Regions from separate parts of the Gossypium hirsutum genome. Here region 2 is linked to region 1. The links are chromatin contacts, called in public Hi-C maps. All regions are on one chromosome and are shown on one strand. The core of a region is the stretch at or near the end of the contact, and the rest is flanking DNA. Distances in the headings are between cores, read along the strand shown. Region 1 holds the start of LOC107924662 (cyclin-C1-2). Region 2 holds the start of LOC107924347 (UV-B-induced protein At3g17800, chloroplastic).

Region 1 (7,039 bases), core at 183-2,682:
CATTAAAGGCTCGAGTTCGATCTTTTTTTTTTCTTTAAAAGTTTGTGATGTTTTATATTATGTAATTTATAACACAACAATTAAATCTATAATAACATATAATATTAATATAATTTAAACATTAAAAAAATTAATATAATTATATATAAAATTATACTAAATAAAAACATATAAAATTATTAAATGTTAAATTAAAATAAATATAAACAAATATTTAAGAAAAAAAAAGAATTAATATAGGCAAACTTAAAATGTGCTTAGGTTAGCCATTTACAAATATAATCAAATTTGCACAGAATTTTAAACCAATATTTCGAGTCGAGTCAAACTTGAGCAAGTATAAAATGTTTTAATATTATGGTTAGGCCCAACTCGAATTAGTCCATGAGCAACTCTGTTTGTGACCTTTAGATGTAAAACTGGGGCCTAAATAGTTTAGCAGATCATTTACATCAGAAAACCCCAATCATAGCTAATTTCATGTTTTAATCTTATTGAAACATTGTTAGAGAAAACTATCAATGTTTTTTGATGATTCCCTATGCAACCTAAAAAAACTAAAAAAAACTCGTTAAAGACAGAGTTAATCACCTCTGCAAATAAAACTAAATCATTTGCAAAAAAATCCACCCACCTTTATTAAGAAAAAACCTTTGTTGACCTCATGTAGAATTGCATGGGCTAATCTCTCTATACATAAAGACAAATATGAATGGAGACAATGAGGCGGATTCCATTCCATTAATCTATTTGGAACTAGTACTTATGCAAGACATTATAACATGCCGTAAATTGTTTGGAATTCCCACATCCTGAAGACATTAGTTCTTCCTTTATTATCAAACTTCTTTTTCATTTAATATATTAAATTTCGTATGCGACTATAAATGATATTGTTTATTATATTACCACTCGATATGAGCCTAAATTTTTTAATGCAAGCATATGGTGGGAATCACACCTTTTTTTCTTTTGGTAATTTTTTATATTAAAAATATAAATAAATATTTAATAAAATAATAAAAGCAATGGGATAACAAGCCCAAATAAAAAAAAATTCCAACATCCAGGCTTTGTCAATTAATTAGCCCGAAAATCAATGATAAATATTAAGAGGATATCTATTTGAGAAGCTCATCCAACTATACAAGGCCCAAATATAAAAACTATAATTAGAGAGAAAATTGATGAATCTTGAATCCACTCCAAAATCGAAATAAAAACAGACAAATAGTTTTAAAGATGGTGTAACAGTGAGAAGGAATAGAATTTAATCACAAAAATGATCAATCCACAATATTACTTTTAAATCCTTTTACAGTTAAATATTTTTAGTTTTGACTATATGAACTTAGCAAAGAACAACCCAGCCCAAATTCCATAAACGATGGCCTGGTGAATCTGGGCGGATCCTAACTATACCAGTGACCACTAAAAGAAAATTATAAATTGTAAGCTTTGAAACGTTAATCAATAATCACGGCTCCCGGAGAACAAAAAAAAAAAAAAAATCATTATGAGCACCTAACACTAACAGGATTCACCAAAACAGCAAAGAATGGCGGCCAATTTCTGGACTTCTTCTCACTTGTAACAACCATGCCAAGCTCCTTTCACTGATTTTGCAATCCATCGCATGGGTTTTCATTGTTTTGGTATTTGCCTTTTTGTCGTCTTTTCTTATTTGATTTCTTTTCTTTTTTGTTTGTTCAGTAAACAGCTTTTGGACCCGGAAGAGGTGGATGTGGTTCATCAACAAGATAAAGATAAAGGCATCACGCTTGAAGAATTTAAGCTGATTAAGATGCATATGGCGAACTGTATGTTCCCTTTCTCTCTTTACTCTTTTGTTTAATGGGCTTCGATCCGGGTTCTCTTGATTTTGCAAATTTTGGATTTTCTTTGTGAAGCTTATAATCTGGGTATTTGTTATTTAATGGTAATGTGGGCTCTTTTTGTTTCAAAATTGAGCTTGGGTTTGGAGTTTTCTTCATCTTTTGTATCTGCAATTTTGCATGTTATAATATGTTGGAGTTTGTAATTTTATGCATCTTGAATTTTTGAAATCAGGAGCATTTGATCATCTTAAGTCCTCATATTGTCATGAAAATGGGAATTGTTGGATTTGGTTACTTCAAATTGTAACCATGGGGTGGTTTCAAGAATCTGAGGGTCCTTCAGTTTTTAATATTAGCTTTATTGTTTATGCTAGCATGGCTTACAAACAAGTTCATCAACAGAAGAAAATTTGTAATTCCATAATTTCTTTTCTGAAATCTGCTTTGTGGTCTATTCTCTTTGGGGCTTATATTGTAGTTAGAAACTTAGAATTTAAAAGGAAATCAATGGTGTTTTAGAATGTATTCTGTGTGCAAACATATGCCTTGCCTAAATTGATTGAACACATCTAATAGCTTTGTTCTATATAACTTCCTCATTAAAGTTAGTGATTTTTTGCTTTCTTTCCCTTCCTTAGATATAATGAAACTGGCTCAAAATGTTAAAGTGAGGCAAAGGTTTGATCTTCTATCTTTTTTTTTTTTTTAAGAAATACCTTTTTTTTTGCTTAAATGATTGTCCATTTCATTCAGCGATGCCGTCAAAATTGTTATCTTCACGTTCCCTTTCTAAATTGTGTATGCTCCTGTGGTTTCTTCACTCTGACAATGTTTAATTGCAGCATTTTGGTGAATATGAACTAGTTCGACTGCTGATGCGACTAATATCGTGATGTGGATGTTTTTATTGGAAAACAATATCAGAGAAGGAATAGGAATGACAGAAATTAGAGTTTTAGATTTATTTAATTTCTTTACTATATTAGGTTTATCAGCTTGGCTTTTTTATTCAGTTGATATAGTATGTTGTGCCACTGGCATTTATTCGATTTCCTAGCTGTCTTGTAGTGCTACCCAGGACTGAACTGGACTATCTAAAGGCTTTTTCGATCACTTACTGTGATTCTACTTGTAAGCTTAAGAAAGGGAATAACATAGGTTCGATTTTAGCTAAAAACTAATTATCACATATACCATGCATGGGCACTCATCCAGAAACCTCTTATGTTAGCTAATCAAATTATTAATCTGCATGTAAGAACTTTATTTGCTGCAACTGTTAGCCCTAACGCAATAGCTTCTTAAAATAGTTGGTTACAGATTTTGTATAGAAAATTGTTGCAAGTAACCATCTTAAGTGTGCTAACAGAAAGGAGTCCTGAACATTAGTGAGTCAATTGTTTCTTTCATTTGTGAGACAATTGTTTCCTGGTAAAGCAGCGAATCTAGTTTTTTTCTTTGCACACTGAATTTAGTATTTCTTGTCATTACGAACACAATGGACAAAAATTGCATTGCTGGTTTAGTTTTCAACAATTGCGATTATCTCTAAGACATGGTTGATATTTCAGGGTTGTAGCAACTGCAGTTACGTATATGAGACGTGTCTATACCAGGTATTTTGCATAGTTTAGTAGTAATGGTCATCTAAAAGGGCATGTGACTTATTGATGACAAACAGCTCTTAACGTATCTTCCCATATACATTCATTGTTTTCATAACTCAAAACTATGAATTTCTTGTGATTTTTGAACTAGAATCTATTTTTTAACATGTTACAAATATATCATGAGTGACTTCATGTTTCCTAATTTATGCAGTTTTCTTTTTCCATCCTTGAGCTGAAATGATCTGCTACTTCTTCATATAATAAGACATGTTCTTCATAGTCACAACTTGATAATTAATACCCCACGTAAAGTTAGACATCATTATTTTTCCACCGTGCAACCAAGGAATATTGGATGAGATAGAGATGCATTGGATTTAAATATGTCAAAGCTTCAGTTTTCCTCCATACAATGCATTATGAATCATTGATCAAGGTTTTTCATTTGTCTTACAGAAGGAGCATGAGTGAATACGATCCTCGTCTTGTTGCTCCTACTTGCTTATATTTGGCATCAAAGGCAGAAGAAAGCACGGTGCAGGCTCGACTTCTTGTATTTTACATTAAAAAATTATGTAATCACTTCCTACTAAGTTGGTTGATTTAACCTTTAAACTTCCCATAATTTTGTTTGGTAACTGCAATCCTGCCATATTTGCTTTGCAGCTTCTGATGAAAAGTATAGATATGAAATCAAAGACATACTTGAAATGGAAATGAAGATCTTAGAAGCACTTAACTATTATTTAGTTGTATTTCATCCTTACCGCACATTATCTCCGTAAGTTTTTATCTTCTTTCCATAATTTTATGCACCTGTTGTTATATTTTTAATTTGCACCACTGATCTTTTGCATGGACAACAATTTCTTTTATATGAAATTGGAACTTTTGTCTTAATGATTTCTGTCTACTGTTGCGATTCTATCCAGTAAGGTCATTCTATGATTATTTGTGTCAAATCAAGTCTAGTACTCCTATTATTATCCACATTTTTTCTACCTTTCTTTTAAATCTTTATTAGTTCCCTAGTTACATAATTGTATCTATTATTTGATATTGGTAAATTTTTTCTCATAGAATTTGGTTAGCATTTAGTAAATGCTCTTTTTTTTTTTTTATATTATAGAGATGCACATTTATGACATATTACTTATTACATTTTCTATGAACATAAACTGAATGCAGCCTTATCTGACAATTTATAGTTGACATGCAACTTTAAGTTAGAACTAAACTAGCTAGTTTAAGTTTAGATTTTCTTTTCAATACTGTGCTTTCTGCTAATTTTCATCAGGACTTTTTTTTTTTTAAATTTCCCACATGAATGTATCCTGTGCCTGTTACGTTGGCAGGTTGTTGCAGGATGCTGGCATGAATGATATGAGTATGACTCAATTATCTTGGTAAGTGTTAAAACTCCAGCATCTGTACCTTTTGAAGTTCAAAATATTTAATGCATGTCTAAATATGCCCTAAAAAAGTCCCACCTTTTCGCATAAGTCCTAAACTTGTAAAGAAGAGTTGCTGAAAGTAAGTTGCCTTTGGCTTTGCTGACTATGTGCGGACTATATTGCCTTTTCATTATTTAACGAAGAGTTGATTGAAGATGCATAAACCGATATACAAAAATATATAATGGAAAGGCTGGGATTAAAATTAAGAACCGTAATGGTCCAACTGGCAAACTATACTTTCAAACCAGCTTTTGTTATCTTGGTTTGAGGATGCTCAGCTTCGATTTTTTTAGGATTGATGAAATACATCTATATACCTGACCTATGGAATTAAATAGGTGCATGTAGATAAACTTGTGGTTATTATTCAACTGTATTGAAGTTGGTATAGTTGTATTTATTATTTACGAACTCTGTTTTATTTGAACTGAAATAAATGAAAATGGTGATGGAAATTTTTAATATTCTAGCATTCCTTGTGTACATGTAGCTGTTTTTCAACTCCGTAGTTTTTACACAATTGACCTGATAACTTTGGGCCGGATACAATTACACAACAGAAATATGACACAAGAAAAGTAACTAGAACACAAAAAATTCAATATGAATACAAGCATGTCTCTGTTCATGATCAATTATTGGTTTCTAATGAATCCTTTCTCTTTTCTCTTTTCTTCTTCTTTAAAGTTCTGCTTAACTGAATAAATATATTAAACTTGGCAATTTGAAACACAGGGGACTTGTAAATGACACATACAAGATGGACCTTATTCTTACACATCCGCCATATTTGATTGCCTTAGCTTGCATATACATTGCTAGCGTCTACAGGGAGAAAGATATCACAACTTGGTTTGAAGAACTTCGCGTTGATATGAATGTGGTAAGTTTTCTAAAGCTAAATTTGATCCATAGCATTGCGGTTTATTTCAACACATCTCGCACAAAATTTTATTTGATTAATACCAAGAATTGGCTGCCTTTTGGAAATGTTCTTTTCCATTCGTCTGGTGAGACTTTATACCTCATATATTTAACCGGGAAGAATTCATGCATTTTCTGAGATCATTCCACTGGTAAATTACATGCTATTTACCAATCACCTTAAATTGAACATTGCATATCCCTGTGAAGTTTGAGTGCACTGCAACTCGCTCCATCATGTCACAATTGCAATTACATTTTCACAAGTGGTTTATTTTTGCAACATTTTAAATTTTATTGAAACTGACAGGTGAAAAACATCTCCATGGAGATCCTCGACTTCTATGAGAACAAAATGATTGCAGATGAGCGAATAAGTACTGCCTTCCTCAAACTTGCTCTTAAGCCTTAGATGGTTGATTGAGCGTGGAACCTGATGATACTGCTATCGACCAGTGCATGACTTGATAGTATTTTCTCGGTGGCTGTAAGCTATGAAACTGGTAATATCTCAGCAGATTAACCTACCTTCTGGTATGATAAACTAAAATGGTGTTCTATAAAACTTTGCAGAAGATAATAATGGTAAATGTCTGATTACAATTCTGTATTTCTTAAAGATTAGTAATTTATAAGTAATGAACCTCAAGCTCTGCAGAAATTGGTTGATCTACACCGCATTGAGAAAGGGTCTGTAAATTTTTACAAGACTTCAATATCAATTGTTTATGCTCAAGCTAAGTTTGAAATGAAGTTTCTTAAATACTAATAAAAATAATAGGGGATTCGACGTTTATATATATATTTTTTCAATTTGGCTTATTTTTTTTAAACTAAATTTCATCTTTTAACTTTTTAAAAAATGTCAAATTGTTTTTTAATAAAAATATTGATTAAAATATTAATATTTAGAGAAGTTGGTGAAGGTATTTACCTGGTAATTTACGTGCATTTTATATTAACATGGTAGTATTTATTTTATAAGCCACAATTTTTGTTTTAATATCTGTTTTATATACCTTGTAAAACAAACAATTTAAAATTTATAAAATATAAAATAAATCAAAATTTAAAAAGAATATAAATTGTCATAATTTTCTTTTTTAAAAAGCTTGAAATATACGTGGATGGTTGGTTGTTAGGTTTTAAAATTTAGTATTTTAGTGAAAAACGAATCAATTTGACTCTTTTAAAATGATTAAAATTAATT
Region 2 (7,039 bases), core at 2,956-5,455, 170 kb after region 1:
CTTATTTATATAGTTGGATATTTTATTTTATTTTTATTTTTAACTTTTTTTCATTTTTATATAATTAAGTATTCAAATATTACACCTCAAGTTATTTGACACTTGGAAAATTTAATACAAAAATCTAAAACCATAAAATTCCAAAATCTTAAAAGAAAAAAAAAGACAAACAAGAATTTAAGCTACATAACGCAACTTCAATATTTGACTCAATCTTTAAAGTCAATTGAATATGCTGCGGTGAAATTGTGTTACCATAATTATCCAAACATCATGCACTACTTTAGTACCATGCAAAACATGCCAAAACGAGGGTTCCAAATAAACCCTTCATCTATTTTTGGACTGAAAAATAGCCCTTCGAAATGTACCAAGGACTTTTCTCCTTCATGTTTTCCTCTATTTGGCATTTTCCTCCATCCTCTCTCCGTTTTCTGCTTCTTAAGCTTTTGCTGGTTCCACCAGAGGAGAAGGAAAGGTTTCTATTTGAGCTTCAATGGTGACATTACCTAACCTTATAACCCAAAAAGTGTTTGTAACATTCATTACATTTATAATTAAAAAAATCCGTGAAGGGGCTATACCGCACAAAACAAAAAGTACAAGAACTATTTGTACAATTTGACCACATAAATAAGGCCCTCGCATTTCAAACCATGAATTTAACACTTGGCCATATACTGTACTAGGACTATCAACAATATACCAGTCAAGGGAATTGATCCCATTGATGAACAAAGTCTTCTACTGTACATTATTTCATCGTATCAACTTATAACTATACAATGCGTATTGCCCAGTGCTATCAAACCAGAGCAATGAAGTAGAAAATGCCAAAAACATCAACTCCTCTATACAAAAGCATTATGCTCAAACTGCTGTGACTTCTTCCCCGAATCAGTTGTCCTTCAGCTTATAGACCGTGTCAACATATTCTTCAATGTCCCAAAGGAAAGAACCAAAGGCGACAGCTTCCAAAACTAACCTCTTCAGACTTGAAAAAGATGTCCTGATCACCTCATCGGTCTCCGGAATCCCTGTCTGCTCATCTCCAAAGAGTGCACAGCTGTGCCTCTCGATCAAATGTGCTGCCTCTTTGGATCTTGGTTTGGCACATCTCTGCAATGTCTCCGGGTCAAATCCCATCACATAGCATCTTAATTCTTCAAGATCCTTTTCCTGTCTACCTGGTCCTTGACCTAATGGGACAGATTGCACGTCACTAAAACGGCCGAGTACCAGACTCTTAATTCCACAAGGTAAAAGATCCAGAAACTGAAGGGAGTTCCTATGATTAAGACGTTTTTGATGAACCAAAGTTAGGCATCGTTCCAGTTGGTGTCTAGAGGAGGCAGACTTGAGAAAGTAGCCATACAAGATGGAGGCTGCATAAAGTCGGCCTAGATGGAGCTGTTGGATCTCAGTAGTAGCCCAGTTGTCGGTGACACTGGAGTCTGCTCTCAAGCCGATGACAGCACTGATATGATCCCTGACCACCTCCAACACCTCAATGCTATGGATGGACTCTAGTTCCCAATCTTTCGAAGGCCATATCTCAAGTCTGCAATTGTACATGCACCTGGAGAGCTTAGGAACCAATGGTACTCTGAGATCAGAGAACTTGTAGAAGATTAACATATACATCACATCTTCCACAGCAGCTTGGCACTCCTGCTCTTTCAGTTGAGCAATCCTTCTGGAATTTTAGTAAAATGTAATATGTCAGAAAAGTGAAAACAAAAAGGATTGTTATATCAATCATCAACAGAGTCGAAGGATCCAACATACAAATTTTGAAGTATTCCAATGGCAGCTCATTTAATAGAGTGATAATAATGGTAGCTAAAGTAACACCTACTTCATTGGTGGTTAATATTATTACAACCATCACCTGGGAGCACCGTAAAACGTGTCAAGCCAGGGATTTTGGAGAGCTCCGTTTCAGCAGAAGACAAATGCCTTTGTGCCACAATGTCTAATTGATATCACTATAAAACATAAAATACAATAAACTTCTTTTTCTAATCCAAGCCAACACAAGAGTTGCACAAACTAACAAGTGCAAACAAGTTAACTTACGATCACAGTAACTTTAAAGAAAAAGGAAATAAAATTACATATATATATATTGCAAGAAATATGAAACCAGAAATATAAACAGGGGAAGTATCCAGAAAAGTATGCAATAGTAATACGCTTTTATGTACTTCCATTCAATTACTAGGCAAATTTTAACAGCAATAAACTGATGGCAACTCAAAACTTGTCACAACACATTGGTAGTTGCCTACATGAAACACTAAGAAATGAGTGGCTCTAGTCTGTTTATAAATAATATCATATCATCTCCCAAGCTTTTGTAGCTTAGAATTAGACACAACCAATGAATCAAGGTAAAGAAACTAAAAAACTAGGCCTCGATAGTTAATATCATATCAGCATCGGGACTAACAACAGAGTGAAGAATGCCCAATTGCTAGGTGTAAAATTGGAAAAGATCTATCTGAATATATCATGTGTGAAAGAATATACAGATGGCCTCTTTAATAGTAAAGAATTGAGGAATTGGTGCATTTTAAATGGATTTCACAAACACCCAAATAGATGAGTTGCAATGCCAGCGAAGAAATAAAGTGCAAATACCATCGGTAATATCACTAAGACCCTACAAATATTATGGTAAGAAGAAGGCCTAGCATAGTCTTAGACTGGTTGTTAGGCATAGGAGAGACTGATATATCTATCTGACCCTTGATAGTTGATATCAAAGTTCTCATATAGAAGAATCCATTATTCTGACCTTCAAGTCCATGCAATTTTCATTAGTTTCTTGTGAGATTGTTAAACAACAAAAGAACCTATTAATAATCTCTCATTCACAATACAAAAGATCTACTTAACAGACTTCTTTTCCCACACAAGATCTACTTAATAGACTCATCACATGATAAAAGTAAAACCTCTCCCATCAAAACAAACATGCTGATCACCATTAATAAAAATTAAGCTTAGGTTGGTTAGCACTTTAATTTTCTCAATACAATGAAAACAATACCAAAAAAAAATAACTTAATCAAACCAAAAACATCACGACTCGCAACTTACCAACATAAAAAAAGAAAAGAAAAGAAAAGAAAAAGGCCTCTTCAAAAAAGAAAAAAAAAGGGCCTCTTCAAAGAACATATGCAAGTTATACACTTCAATTTTCCTTGCAGTATACTAGAGCAACAGAAGTGTTATACAAACCTGTGAAGACATGCTTCGTCAGAATCCAAGCTAACAAACATACGAGAGACGGCAGCGTCACGATCATCGGAAAGCCGCTTAAGTTCATCGGCGGCAGCGAAGTGGAAGAACTGACGTTGGTTCTGAAGGACACCGCTTAAGAACTTCCCAGGAGCTGACCTCGGCTCAAGCGGCGCGTTCAAGCTGCTGAAATCACAGTGGCTAGCCCCGGCGCTGGCTTTGACAGAGGGTGCTTTCCGGCCATTGAAAGGAGTGGAAGTAAAGCCAGTCCTGAGTGATCGGCGGCGGGACAAAGCAAAGTCGGAAGGTGAATTCGAAGGGGTAAAAACGCGGGGCCCCTGATAAATCTTTACCAGCGATGGTAAAAAAGAAGAGAGAGAAGGGGCCTTGTGGAGAGAGAAACAATGTTCCATCAACTGTCAATGGGAACCCAAACAGAATACGCTGAAATTATGGGAGAGATGAAATGATAAGAAGGGAGAGAGGTGGGTTTATTTGCTTCATGGTTAAGCCCTATTATTATGTTTACCTAAAAAGATGCCATTTGGATAGGGTTTTGAGGACTAAAATTAAATAAAAAAGAATAAATAAATTGAAGAAATTGTTATGTATATGTGTGTAGAAGCTGCCACTGGAGAAAAGGGATGGCACCAAATTGACCAGTCCTTGATAAAATAGATATTTTGGTGATTGGGAGAACAATGGCCAATGACTGAATTAGGGTCCCCAAAAGTGATGAAGATGGAGAACAAAGTTGATGATATTTTGTGGGTTTTCTTTTTCAGTATAAAATTATTTTATTAGAAGATACCATTTTCAAAATTTATCGGGTGGAAATAAATTTCATCAAAATTGATAAAAAAAAAAAAGAGTAGAGAAAGAAAGAAAGAAAGAAAATGGGTTATCAGATAAGAAGAGATCAATGGGATGGACAAAATGGATAAGACAATCTACAGAGTTATGATAAGGAGATCAAACCAGCACACCACCCATAGTTTCATTTATTATTATTTATTTCTGCACCCATTGTTTTCTTTTTTCTTTAATTATGTTTCATGCCCTCTACCTTAACATTATCGTCTTTGCTTTCTATAACTACGGTTACCCTATGTTCCCTTTTTTTGCCTAAACTCTGCGACCATCACCAGATTTTCTTTATCATAAATTAAATTAACTAATGATTTAATTAGTTTTTTAAAATTATCCTTTTTTTAATCTTTCAAGTTGTTTATATTTTTATTAAATCACTCTAAAATGATTGAAAATTTTAATATTTTTAATTTTATCGATGTTTCATATACGTGGATAATCAGCTTAGCATTTAATTATTTTTTTAAAACTTAAAATTTTAAAGAATTTTAAGAACAAATTTAAAAATTAAAATCATTAAAAATAATTTTTTAAAAATAAAAAATATTTTAATTTATTTTAAGATAAATTAACAAAAAATGAAAAATTAAAAATTAAAAGAGACGAAAAATTAAATAAATAGTTAAAATAACTTTTAAAGTTAATGGACCAAAAAAGAATTATACCTTAATAAAAGAACTAGAAAGATCAATTAATTTCAAGCCATGAGGCTTACCATGTACACTCAATCTTCTCTGCATCCTAATTTTAGCATTATCAATACAAAGCTCCGATCATAAAATAGAGTTTAAGCAAAATGGAATAAAATCTCAAATAATACGACACTACCTTAATTAAAGAATGAGCGACTTTCTTAATATTCTGTTGAATCCATTGAAATAACATGAAATTAATTTATTTAAAATAATGCAATATCAATCAATATTAATTCAAATTCTAAAATCATAGATTTCATCCGGCCGAGGGCGTTGAGCACCTCCATACAATTGAGTTCGATAATGACCTTGTCAAGGTTAGAATCCTTGTTCCATGAAAGAGCCTCTCAAATCGCTATTGCATCAGCAACATGAGCTTCTATGACACCTGAAAAATGACCCGATAAAGCTTGGACGAATCTACCATCTGCATCTTTAATTACAATAGCAAAACTAGTCTTATCTTCAACTAGAAACGTTTGCGGCATCAACATTGCATTTTAGCCAACCTTCTTCCAAAGAGGTTGGTCGAAACAACATCTTTGAATCTTTCCAAGTCTGCAAAAAACTATTAATAAAAGTAACAAGATTGTGAGCCTGCATTTCTTTTTGTTGCCATACAAACAAATTCCTTCTATACCATATGGTGCATAAGCAAGATAAATATTGGTGTTTAAAATCTAAAATATTTGCATTGAAGAAATCTTTGATGAACTGAGGGACAATACTTGTAAGAATATCAGCATTTAGAGAGTCCCATTATGGCTTAATAGTTGGGCAATGTAGGAGACTATGATCTAGAGTTTTGAGAAGGCCACACCAACAACAAGCCTTTTTAATATTCATCTCTTTTCTAGCTTAATTAGATTTGTAAAGGACAGAGTTCCTTAAACAATTCCAACAGAAGTGTGGGAATTTAGACGGCAAGTTATTCCAAATCTATTGCCAACTACCTTCAGTCTCGAGAGTATCAATATTAGAGAAATTGTCAATAGCCAAACTTCATAGTGCATTCACCATGCTTAATAAAATGCCAAATCAATTTGTTAGAAGGTTTTTGGCTACTAACCAGGTCCATAAACACACATCCCCTGAATAAAATTGACATCCCAGGCAATCCCTTGTGTATTGGAAAGGTCATGAACAAGCAAGTTTTAAATCCTTCACTTGGTTCGGAATCAACAAAAAAATTAATATCGTCACAAAGCCAATCATCTTGAAAACTATAATGGTTCTACCAACTCCTCCTCACTCTTACCATTTTTACCCAAAAGTCATGGGAATTTCCATAGCCACTAAAAAGGAAAAGTGAAGTGGAGATCCTAAAGAGTTAGATTATCATCTTGGAAAAAAAAATTGGAAGTGGAAGTGGAGAAAGTTGAGAAGAAAGTAAAGGGATTAAAGAGACAAGGTAAGAAATCAAAGAATTTTTATAGAATTCATGTTTAATTGAAGTCGAAAAATAAGAAAATGATTTGTAGTATGAGTTTTGATTATGTATTTGATGTGTTCATGAAGTAGAAAAAGAGAAGAAATAATGAAAATGTTGGAATCAAGGTGAAGGTGGTGACTAAAGTGAGGAAGGAAGAGAGTTAAAGCAAAAATAGTGAATTCCTAACAAAAAGATAGGTAAGGGCACCGCGAATCTTACCTTACCAAATTTGAATTTATGCATGAATTATATTCTAATTGTTATGTTAGTGCTCTTAAAATTTAATTACGCTAGGAAAATTTTAATATTTATTATGAAATTCTTGTAGAAAGAAGTGAATATATGAAATTAACTTCCACAACAAAGTGAATAAATTACGTGTAGTAAAATTATAATAAAAAAAAGGCTAAATTGAAAAGTGTAACTGTGAAATAAAATTTTATAATAAAGAACTTAAATGAAGTGTTAAGTATTAGTGCATTAATTATAAAGTGATATTTAAGTGAATTTCTAGTGATTCTCGAATTTCATATTAAAAAGGATCAAATTATAAAATATACAAAAGTGACTAAGTGTACTAAGATTTTGAAATAACATATTCAATTGTAATGATATATAGGAGTGAAGTGATTAATGAAAATATATGCTAGTAGGGACAAAATCGAAAAGATTATAAAGTAAGGGAAATGAAATTTATGCAAAGAAGATTGGATAGCAAAGTGACCAAAGTTTATGATAGTTAATTTAATTTTAAATACATAACAATTTAAACACAACACACCATATGAACTTACCT

Evidence for each region. Hi-C and Micro-C count contacts between places; a contact is called where the count stands out from the background.
Region 2: a contact with region 1 is called in a Hi-C map of leaf, with 1.8 times the contacts expected there. The contact joins the promoter of LOC107924347 here to the promoter of LOC107924662 in region 1. A contact is called at or near these places in 3 of 34 Hi-C or Micro-C datasets (callus and leaf).

The regions. Positions count from the first base shown.
Region 1 is chrA11:17,127,953-17,134,991 of Gossypium_hirsutum_v2.1, forward strand. LOC107924662 (cyclin-C1-2) reads left to right here and starts at 1,433. Exons shown (of 8, transcript XM_016855204.2): 1 at 1,433-1,590; 2 at 1,714-1,820; 3 at 2,477-2,516; 4 at 3,905-4,023; 5 at 4,115-4,229; 6 at 4,804-4,854; 7 at 5,641-5,788; 8 at 6,140-6,435. The coding sequence starts at 1,559. The coding sequence ends at 6,241.
Region 2 is chrA11:17,296,527-17,303,565 of Gossypium_hirsutum_v2.1, forward strand. It overlaps LOC107924347 (UV-B-induced protein At3g17800, chloroplastic), which reads right to left and starts at 4,206. Exons shown (of 2, transcript XM_016854747.2): 1 at 3,247-4,206; 2 at 704-1,696. The coding sequence starts at 3,659. The coding sequence ends at 898.